Regions from separate parts of the Anas platyrhynchos genome. Here region 1 is linked to region 2. The links are chromatin contacts, called in public Hi-C maps. All regions are on one chromosome and are shown on one strand. The core of a region is the stretch at or near the end of the contact, and the rest is flanking DNA. Distances in the headings are between cores, read along the strand shown. Region 1 holds the start of IFIH1 (interferon induced with helicase C domain 1). Region 2 overlaps GCG (glucagon).

Region 1 (4,676 bases), core at 1,021-3,520, 75 kb before region 2:
CGCCAGCACTGAGCTCCCTCCTTCCTCACAAAGACACCCGCAGCGGGCCCGCCCACCGCCATCTCGGCCACTGCTGTTGGCCAATACGCGCCTGCGCGCTGCCGCTGGGGCGGTGAGGAGGGGCTCGGCGCGTTGCGGCCGCCTCAGCGGGGCGGGGAAGGGGCTGTGCTATTTGTGCTCGCGATTTAATCGTAGACTCATGGAATGGGCTGGGCTGAAAAGGAACTTAAAAGATCATCTAGTTTCAACCCCACTACTCTGGGCAGGGTTGCTGACCACTAGAGCAGGCTGCCCAGAGCCTCATCTAGACTGGCCTTGAATGCCTTCAGGGATGGAGCATCCACAACCTCTCTGGGCAACCTGTTCTACTGCCTCACCACCCTCCAAATGAAAAACCTTCTCCTACTTACCAACCTGAATCTCCCCTGTTTTAGTTTAAAACCATTCCCCCTTGTCCTAACAACAGACATAAACAGGAGTTCCCCCTCCTGTACATATGCCCCCTTCAAGTACCGGAAGGCCACAATGAGGTCTCCCCAGAGCCTTCTCCAAGCTAAACAAGCCCAGTTCCCTCAACCTTTCTTCATCGAGAGGTGCTCCAGCCTTGTGAGGATTAAGCTTTGCCGTGAGGCTGCCCCCCAGCCGTGGGTTAGGTTTCCCACTGGGCTGGGAGCTGCCCATGGCACTCTACTGGAGGCTGTGGTTATCAGTCCCGTGGCTGGTATCAGCCCAGTTTGGAAGGGACAGAGGGCTCGGCAATGGCCAAAGCGGGCAGGAGTGCAAGCATCCAGCTAGGGGACAGCAGAAGGGCAGGTCAGACATTACTTGTTCAGCCTAGCAGCAGGAATGACATCAAGTAATGTTGGTCTTTTTGTCCCTCTAAATCCAAATAAGTTCCCTTCTGATGTCTGCAAACTCCTTGAGCCTGTAAAGCACTGTTCTGGTATAAATACACAGGGCCTTATTTGTCACTGCTATGTATGCAACATGTGAAACAAAACCCTGGCCTGTCATCTAAAGAAAGTAATGACAGCAGAAGAAGTACAGGGGGGCAGAAAGCAGACTGGCTTTCTCCAAAAGTCTTTCAGATGAAACTTGGGTAAAGCAGTAATCAAAAATTATGAAGAGTGAAACTTGAGAGAAACAGAAGGGATAGCAAGCAGTAAAATGAAAGTAAAACAAACTGGGAAACAGAAACTAAGGGAGCAAGATGAGTATACAACAACATAAGAAAGAATTAAAACCCTATGTGTCTTCAAAGATGGGCAACAAAGCTAATGAAGGGTCTAGAGAACGAGTCTTGTGAGGAGCAGCTGAGGGAGCTGGGGTTGTTTAGCTTGGAGAGGAGAAGGCTTAGGGGAGACCTCATTGTACTTTATAATTACCTTAAGGGAGGTTGTGATGAGGTGGGGATCAGGCTCTTCTCCCATGCACCAAGTGATGAGGGTAAATGACCTCAAGTTGTGCTGGGGAGATTTTATGTCAGATATTAGGAGAAATTTCTTTACTGAAAGGATACCCAAAGGATACCAGCGAAAAGATACCCAAAACCTCTAATTTTGCCTGGTTGGGGGCACTGGCAGAATTTGAATCACAGATTAAATGCCTTCATTTGAGTAGGATACAGTTCACAGCAACAAATTACTACTGGGTGGGGCAAGAGAAGCAGGCAGTCAAACCTGTCCTGCTGGGCTGCACCCATAGCGCCTGCAGCAGCTCATCCTGTTCTGGAGTTCGGGTTTTGGGTTCAGCCTGGAGGACGAAGACCCAGAGACAGAATAAGATCAGATACACGGGTTTTGTAAACTGAAGTGTCGTTCACAAGCTTAAGGAGTTATAATCGAGTCTGAGTTGTGCAGAGGGACTAATCCCTCTGCACAGTGAAGGCAGACCACTCCAATCGCCTGGGGTCCCCACTTCCTCAGCGTCTAGCGCCTGCCGTGGTGTGAGCCTGGAAAGGCACAGCTGCACAAATCAGCAGCGCTAGAAACCCCTGTCTGGAAATCAAAACCTCGGCCTTTAAACCCACGGTGCCCGTTCAAAGTTTCCTTCCAAACATTTGGGAGTGACACTTCCCCGTGCCCGTCCCTCCAGGGGCTGGGCAGCCGCACTCGGCAGCCGCCCGCAAACGAAACCGAAAGGGCTCGAAAGGAGCCGGCTTACGGGGCGGTGACCTGCGGGCGGGCTGCCGGCGGACCTCGGCTGCAGCGCTCCCCGGCCACCCCTGCAGTATCCCCCCGACCCTGTCCCGGGCACCGCCAGCGCGACCATGTCGACGGAGTGCCGAGACGAGTGCTTCCTCTACATGATCTCCTGCTTCAGGCCGCGGCTGAAGCAATACATCCGGGTGATGCCGGTGCTGGACAGGCTGCCCTCGCTGAGCCGGGAGGATAGGGAGAAGGTGCGGGTGGCGGCGGAGCAGCGGGGCGACGTGGAGGGGGCCGAGGAGCTGCTGCGCGCCGTGGAGCGCGGCCCCCGCGACCCAGGTTGGTTTCCTGAGTTCGTGCAGGCGCTGGAGTACGGCGGCTGCGACCTGGCTGCCCGCTACTTGAACTCCAGCCAGCTGCCCTCGCCCACCGAGGAGGCTGACCACGACCTCTGTGTGCAATTGGTGCAGCTTCTCCACGCCACCTTGGTGGATAAGATGCGGGCCAGGCAGGTGGCCGAGATGTGCCTGCAGATGAACATTTTCCAGGAGGAGGACTTGGAACGGGTAAGTGGCCCATTCTGTCAGGCTGGGCACCAGGCAGTCCCACAGACTCTGGCCACCCCCAGGAGCTGTGGGGCACCACAGCAAGAGGTGGCCTCGTGTAAGTGTAAAAAGCTAAAGGGTGGTACCCAAACCTGGGGGAGAAGACAGGTGGTGCTCCAGGTAAGCTGCTAAACACTTAAGAGGTTGGCTAGCAGATGGGATGCCAGCTAACAACCAGGGGCAGACAGTAAATACCTTGAGCAGAGAGTTAGAATAGACCAGTATGTAAGTGGAAGGAGTCTGGCCAACTTTACTGTGACTTATCATTTTGACAGACACCTGGCTCAGGAGATAATTAAGTGTCTTTTGGCCTATGAACCATACCAGAAAGTTGTGCCGGCCTATAAAGTCCTAGGGAACATTTGAAGTAAAACAAGACCTTCCCTCGCCTTTATTTTTTGCCTTAGGTTCACTAAGGAATATCACACCCAGCAGCAGACTATGAAGCTGAGCAGAAATAGCAATTTGACAAGAAAGAGCAAGTGAAGGGTAATGGCTTTGACGAAAACATTTGCCAGTGTTTACTCCATTGGGCCAAGAATGGCTTGCCTGGACTAGTGTGAAACTTACTTGAAACCAAAAAAGTAAAAAAGCTGATATCCTGAAACAGTACTAGAAGAAGAAATGTATATATATATATATAGAGAGAGAGATAAATTTGGCATAGAAATAAGAAAAAAGCTCACAAACTAACGGTAGAATTATGTCATACTTGAACTCTGAACTTTGCATCAACTGTTTAGGTGCTTCAATGCTCATGTCAGTTAAATGAGAGTCATGTAAGTCACCAATTCATCTGATTGGTGACTGTCAGGAAGCAGCAAGGGCTAGCTGCACCTCAAGAGCTGGGGAGCCAAGCATGGTAATGCAGCAGGTGGAGACAGGAATCTTTTAGGAAGCTATTGGCTCCATTCCTTAATGGGTGCACATGTTCCCTGGTCATCTTTATGCTGCTTGTATTTCAGCTTAAGTTGTTACGCTTCAGACCCTTGCCAGTTTCAATTCTGACAGGGCCTAGGCTTTCTTAATGAATGACATCCCAGGGTGGTCCTGCTATATTCCACCTTTGTTTAACTCTTCTCTCTTCCCACTGCCCACACACCTTCTTTTTGTATTCAGCCTCAGTGAGGGGGTTTTCACCCTGTTTGGCAAAACTTGAGCCGGCTGCTATGCCTACCCATTTTCTTGCATATCAGTATGGATGATTCTTGAGCCTTGAGGAAATTGCCCTTGAAGACTGAACACCTGTCTCAAGCAGCAGTACTTTTGATTCAAAGATCGAAGCCGAAATTCCTTTAAGTGGTATATTCTTTATTGCAGCGCTGGATGCACGGGGGATCTCTCCACCTATCGTGCATACCCAAAGCGGAAAGCAGTCTTGAATTTATACAATCAATCTATCAGTATTCTACAAGCACCTATACATATGCATTACCTATCCCCCGCCTTCCCTTGCTTCTCATGCTAATTAGCCTTTTGGCACCTTGCGCCTGCCTAGAGCCTCCCAAGAATTGTGGGCAGGGGTCTTTGGGACGTGGGCAGGGGTCTTTGGGAGGAAGACCCTGAGTCTTCCTCACAGTGTACTTCTCACCTTTGGTCAGGAATCTGCTGAATTGGCACGTTTCTTAATTGCGAGAGCTGGTTGTTGCTAATTCTTCCATTTGTTGTATCTTTATAATGAATTTCAATGTCCAGTTTTGAGATTTATAGTCCTTACATTTGTTTCTCTGTCCGTCTGCCGCTTCCTTATCATGAGTTCCAGTGTCTTGTTTCGAGATATACAGTCCATGTCTGGGGATTGTCCTTGCCTCCCCAATGCCTCCCCAATACCTCCTTAATCACTTTTGAAACAGTGCTTTTCTTTGTTGTGAACACCTGCCCACTTCTGCTCATGACATCCTTGGAACACTTTTCTATAGCTTCT
Region 2 (4,803 bases), core at 1,679-4,178:
GTTCTAGACAGAACCTCCTGTTTTCAGTTTGTGCCCATTACTTCTTGTACTCTCACTTGTCATGACTGAAAACAGCCTGGCTCTGTCTTCTTTACACACTTATTCTTATGTCTTGAATTAAGCTGAAGCTAACAAAGGGTTGGTTTTATATATGAATAGAAATTATATGTGTATACTGCAAATATAGAATATGTTATGTAAAAGCCAATGCTGGAACACAGCTTACTTTGAAATTAAGAAATGATAGCTTTTCACAAGTTTTTCCAAGCTGATGAAAGACAGTCCTCAAAGTATTGCCTTCTACCCTAGGACATTTTAGAGGATCCATTTTTCAGAAAATGCTGAGCGCTTCCCTATTTTCTTTTCCCTTTTCAATAATATTCTCACACTCAAGATACCCAAAAATATCACTTCAGACAAAGAAACGTTGTGTTTGAGACTCTTATAAACAAGGTATACTAGCCGCTAAAGGTAGGGCATTGGTATTTTCTCTGAATGAAAAAATAGCCACAGACAGAGCTGTTTACAAGTCTCCACTATAGTGTTATATATACTCCAGTATAGTGTTTCCACTATAAATCCTGGTTAACTTTTACAGAATAACAGTAGAGGTGCAAAGCAAACCTGCATTTTCATCATTTACCTAATGTTGTGCGTATGTATGCATCAACGAACAATATCATGCTGTATGTATCAATGAACGTATAGTATTTCTCATGCCTCAAACATGGAACTGCATTATTTGCTTCACTTGAGATTGCTACGTATGCAAAGAAGAAAAAGTTTGAAGAGAAAACATCGTTAATAGATCAAGTATAACTCCAGCCAGGATCCAGAACATGGTTAGTGTCTCATTTTACTTAGATATCAAGTAAAATTCAGACTACATTCAATATTTTCCAGTTTGCCAGTCAGTTCTAATTACAAGGCACAGCTGTTTAGTACATTTCATAGTCATTTGAATGCTCTATATTTAATGTGAATAATTCATAGTATTTGCTAAGAGCATTTGGTATTACTTTCAATTATGAACATTGTCTTCTCAGAGTGTAAAGTAACTAGTACATACTTGGCCAGCTCTTCTGCTTGCGCAAATTGATGCAGCTCCATTGATTTCAAACGGAGCGATTCCAATTTATTGTCAGTAGACAGTATGGGATATTTGCATAGTTACAATAACTCTGTTTCCTGAGGTACAAACCCATAGATATCCATGGCAGTGAGCATAGAGTTGCATGCTGTGGTAAGGTGTGGAGACCCTAAACTAATCTCTCTTTTCGGAAAGCCACTCCTGCTCTCCAAAGTGTAGCCATGGAGTTGCACACTTATTGTACACATTTGTGTTATACATGCATACACACACATGTGTGTGTAAGATTTATGCTCCATATGTTTTATGTTTGTATGTGTTTACATGTATAGGTTGTACTAATTTCCAGAAGAAGAATGAAGGCCCATTCTGCCTGATTATCATGTAGCAAAGATAAGAAAACAAAAAGTCTTCACATTCAAGCCTCTGAACTCATGGTTGAGAAGGCTTTTGAACTCATGGAGAAAGGGCTTTTGGTGCAATGTACTAAAGAAAAGGCTGTGGGCCTTTAGTCACACCCCAAGATACAGCCTCCTCTCTCCTATCTTCTTTAGATTTATATGTAAAAGTGCTAATAACAAAACAAAACAAACAAACAGAACAATAACAAACAGGAAAAAAAAAAAAAAAGAGAAATTGTGTGGGGTTTTTTTAAGCATTTTGCAGTGTTGGTTTTTTTTCACTTCAAAAAGCAACTTCCTAATTCATTAAAATGTTCAAATCTTGAATGTTTTTAAATATTTTTTTCTTGTACCAACAATTAAAGAATTAAAAGAAACATCCTTGAAAGAGTATGATATTCAGAGTATGTTAGCCAGTGTATTGGTCCTATTTTTATGGGGAAAAAAAAAAAAAAAAAAAAAAAAAAAAAAAAACACGCCAGCTGGAATTGCTGCTGCTAGGGCATTAGGTTCAGTGGTAAGAAGTCTTCTCATTTTACCTCATCTGTAATTTCCCACCCGATTTCTGGTCCAGTAAGTGCAGTATGCTGTCCCTAATAGCAGCCATTACCTTGTGCTGAGATGATGGTGTAGGAAACTTTGATCACCTCCAAATTCAGTGAACCCAAGGTACCAATTTTTTAATGTCTCCAAGTGACACCTGAAAAACATTAAGATGCAACTTTCCTGAAGGCGGGTTACTTTTAGATTCTGTCTCTTAGTCTGATTCATTTGCAAGTACTGTCTCATACATGAACTAAAAGACAGAAGGGATTGAGCCCTTGACTTTTGCCCAGAGGAGCAAACTTGTATTTTATGATGTGAAAGGAAAAAACTTAGTTCAGGATGTGTACATATGCATGTTTCACAGAGTCATTACAATTTTCTATCTTCTTGTTTGCTGTGCTCTTGAAATATGTATTTCTCTAGATTCAGTTATGGCAACTGACAAGTGCATAGTTCTTGATGACAGTTCGCTTCTTTCCTGTACCTTTTATTGTATGTGTATCACTTGAAAAACAAGTAATCAGGCAGTCATCTTGTAGATGCTAGATGACCTGCTAGATGCTATAGCCTGCCCAATGAGGTGCACTGAGTCTCATATGTTTTCTTCCTGAAATCATCCTACTGTGAACAAGGAACTTTAACTGACACAAGAAAATATACAGAGATAAAAGAAAAGAAGTGCCTGTTTCCTGGAGGGGAAGGTATTTTCTTACTTTGTTTACTTTTATTTTCTTTCTTTGTTTAGAAATCCATGCATCTTTAACTCAACATGCAATAAGATAACATCTGTAGCAGTCCATTTCAACAAATAACTGTGTCATATTCTGACGAAAAAAAAAAAAAAAAAAAAAAAAACCACGATCTAAACGGCCCTTTGATCACCATCTGCTGTCGTATCGGGGTACTGCAGAGCTGGGGAACATGCCTTCCTGCAGGACACGCAAAGCTGCCCAAGTGGAGAGAGTGCCTTTTAATACTTAGTGTAGGAATTGTACTCAAAATATGCTTTTGCATTGGAAATCGAAAGCAGATTAAAAACATAATTTTGAAAAAAAAGTATCTCAGTAAGATTGACATCTCATGATGACAATTAGATTTTGAGCATGAGGTAATTTCCAGGCTTATTTTGGTTCCTTTGGTACCACGTCTTAGATATTACACTGGTATTTGCCTAGGGAAGGTTGCTATATGGAGATGGGTTGTTAATAGATCATTTCAAACAAAAAAGTCTGAAAAGCCAAATTTGATAAATATCTATGCAAATTTGTATATGCTATGCTAATCAATAACTGGGGTTCCATGACTTTGAACGTCTGGAAGAGAGAAAATAATACAATAACAAGCAGGGAGAAAAAGGACATGGGGAAGAGAATGTCAAAAATAGAGAAAATGAAGTAGTAATTAAAAAGGAGGCAGACAAAAAGGGCAAGTAAGGCTTTCTGAAATGACTGAAGGAACTAAGTGAAGGCAACGATGACAGACTCAGAAGCAGTGCTCTCAACTTTTTAGCAGCATCAGAAGTCACTTGCTTTTTAGCTAGAAATGACAAAATGGTACCATGAATCTTAGTACATGGATCCAAGAGCAGAGAAAAAAACACACTAACACTCCAAAAAACTAAAATTGATTTTGTAGACTGAGTATTAAGACCTAGTGTTTCTCTACACCTGTAGTGTGGATGTACTGGGAGTGTGTAATACAACAAGGCGTTTAGGGTAGAACTCTAGGAAGGATCAGTTTAATTTTGTTCGCCACTGTAATGATAGGGTTATTATGTTTATATACTGCTTCAGCTGTACAATATGGGCTATGCCAATCTGGCTATGGTCAACCAGCAGAAAATTACCTCAGTGAAGAAGATTCTTTGCTGGCTGCAAGGAGCAGTGTTAGGGAAAACAAGAAGGTGTACTGTAGTATGTATTTTTTGTGTCACGATTAGACAATGGGCCACTCTAGACTGGATCATAAGCTGTCATTTATGTTCAGTGAGATGTCCACCATGATTCCAGACCCTTCCCACTTTTGAGCAGAAGTGAAACTCAAGGTTGAATCCTTCATATTTAATATCTCTCCTGGAATGCATTGTATAGATGCATAGATGATAATTATATTTCTTTTTTTTTGTGCCCTTTTTCATTTTATAAAGGATTATCACAATATATCAAAAAGTCCTTAAAATTCTGTAGGAATTTCTTGAAGGGGGATATCTCACTTTTTGCTTCATAGACAGGATAAAATCACCATATTCATGAGTGGCAGACTTTTTTCAGCTGCAAGGGCAACTGACGAGTTTTGTGTCAATCTCTCCTACCTGTGGTCACCAGATCACTGAACAGAGTCTTCAGCAATGCTGCCCCATCACAGACATGAAATTGCCCCCATTTATTATTGAATATTTTAGGATCTTGATAGTAGTTGTACAGAACATACACGCCACAAAACTTACACCTGTATTTTATTATTATTATTTCCTTGTAGGATTGGAGACACATGAGCAAAAGGCTTATCTTGTATAAATCCGTAGGCCACAGTGTGAAACTCAATCTACAATGAAAGCTTGGCATACTGTTCTTCGGTGAGTATGAATTTTAATATAATAGAGTTGGCATAATACATCTAAGGGTAACCAAATATTTTCATTAAATTTGACCTGTCCATGGTCATGTATGTCCATACATGTCTATGTATGGTGAGTGGCCATCCTTGTTGTACTTTACATTTCTTCATGCTTATTATATTGGCACAGGATTACTTGAAGGATTAACC

The links. A called contact is a pair of places that touch in the nucleus more often than the background predicts.
Region 1: a contact with region 2 is called in a Hi-C map of subcutaneous adipose tissue, with 2.2 times the contacts expected there. The contact joins the promoter of IFIH1 here to the enhancer-like site in region 2. A contact is called at or near these places in 4 of 8 Hi-C or Micro-C datasets (liver, skeletal muscle and subcutaneous adipose tissue).

What each region holds. Positions count from the first base shown.
Region 1 is chr7:18,125,259-18,129,934 of IASCAAS_PekinDuck_T2T, reverse strand. It overlaps IFIH1 (interferon induced with helicase C domain 1), which reads left to right and starts at 2,270. Exons shown (of 16, transcript NM_001310811.1): 1 at 2,270-2,713. The coding sequence starts at 2,270.
Region 2 is chr7:18,051,061-18,055,863 of IASCAAS_PekinDuck_T2T, reverse strand. GCG (glucagon) reads left to right here. Exons shown (of 9, transcript XM_013106301.5): 1 at 1-2,738; 2 at 4,516-4,612. Among named protein-coding and RNA genes, the nearest start is that of GCG, 5.4 kb to the left of the region's middle. Within about 2 kb of position 2,928, at least 1 of the 8 cell types and tissues checked has an H3K27ac peak or open chromatin away from gene starts, as enhancers often do. A contact at or near this core is called in subcutaneous adipose tissue, where this site is marked.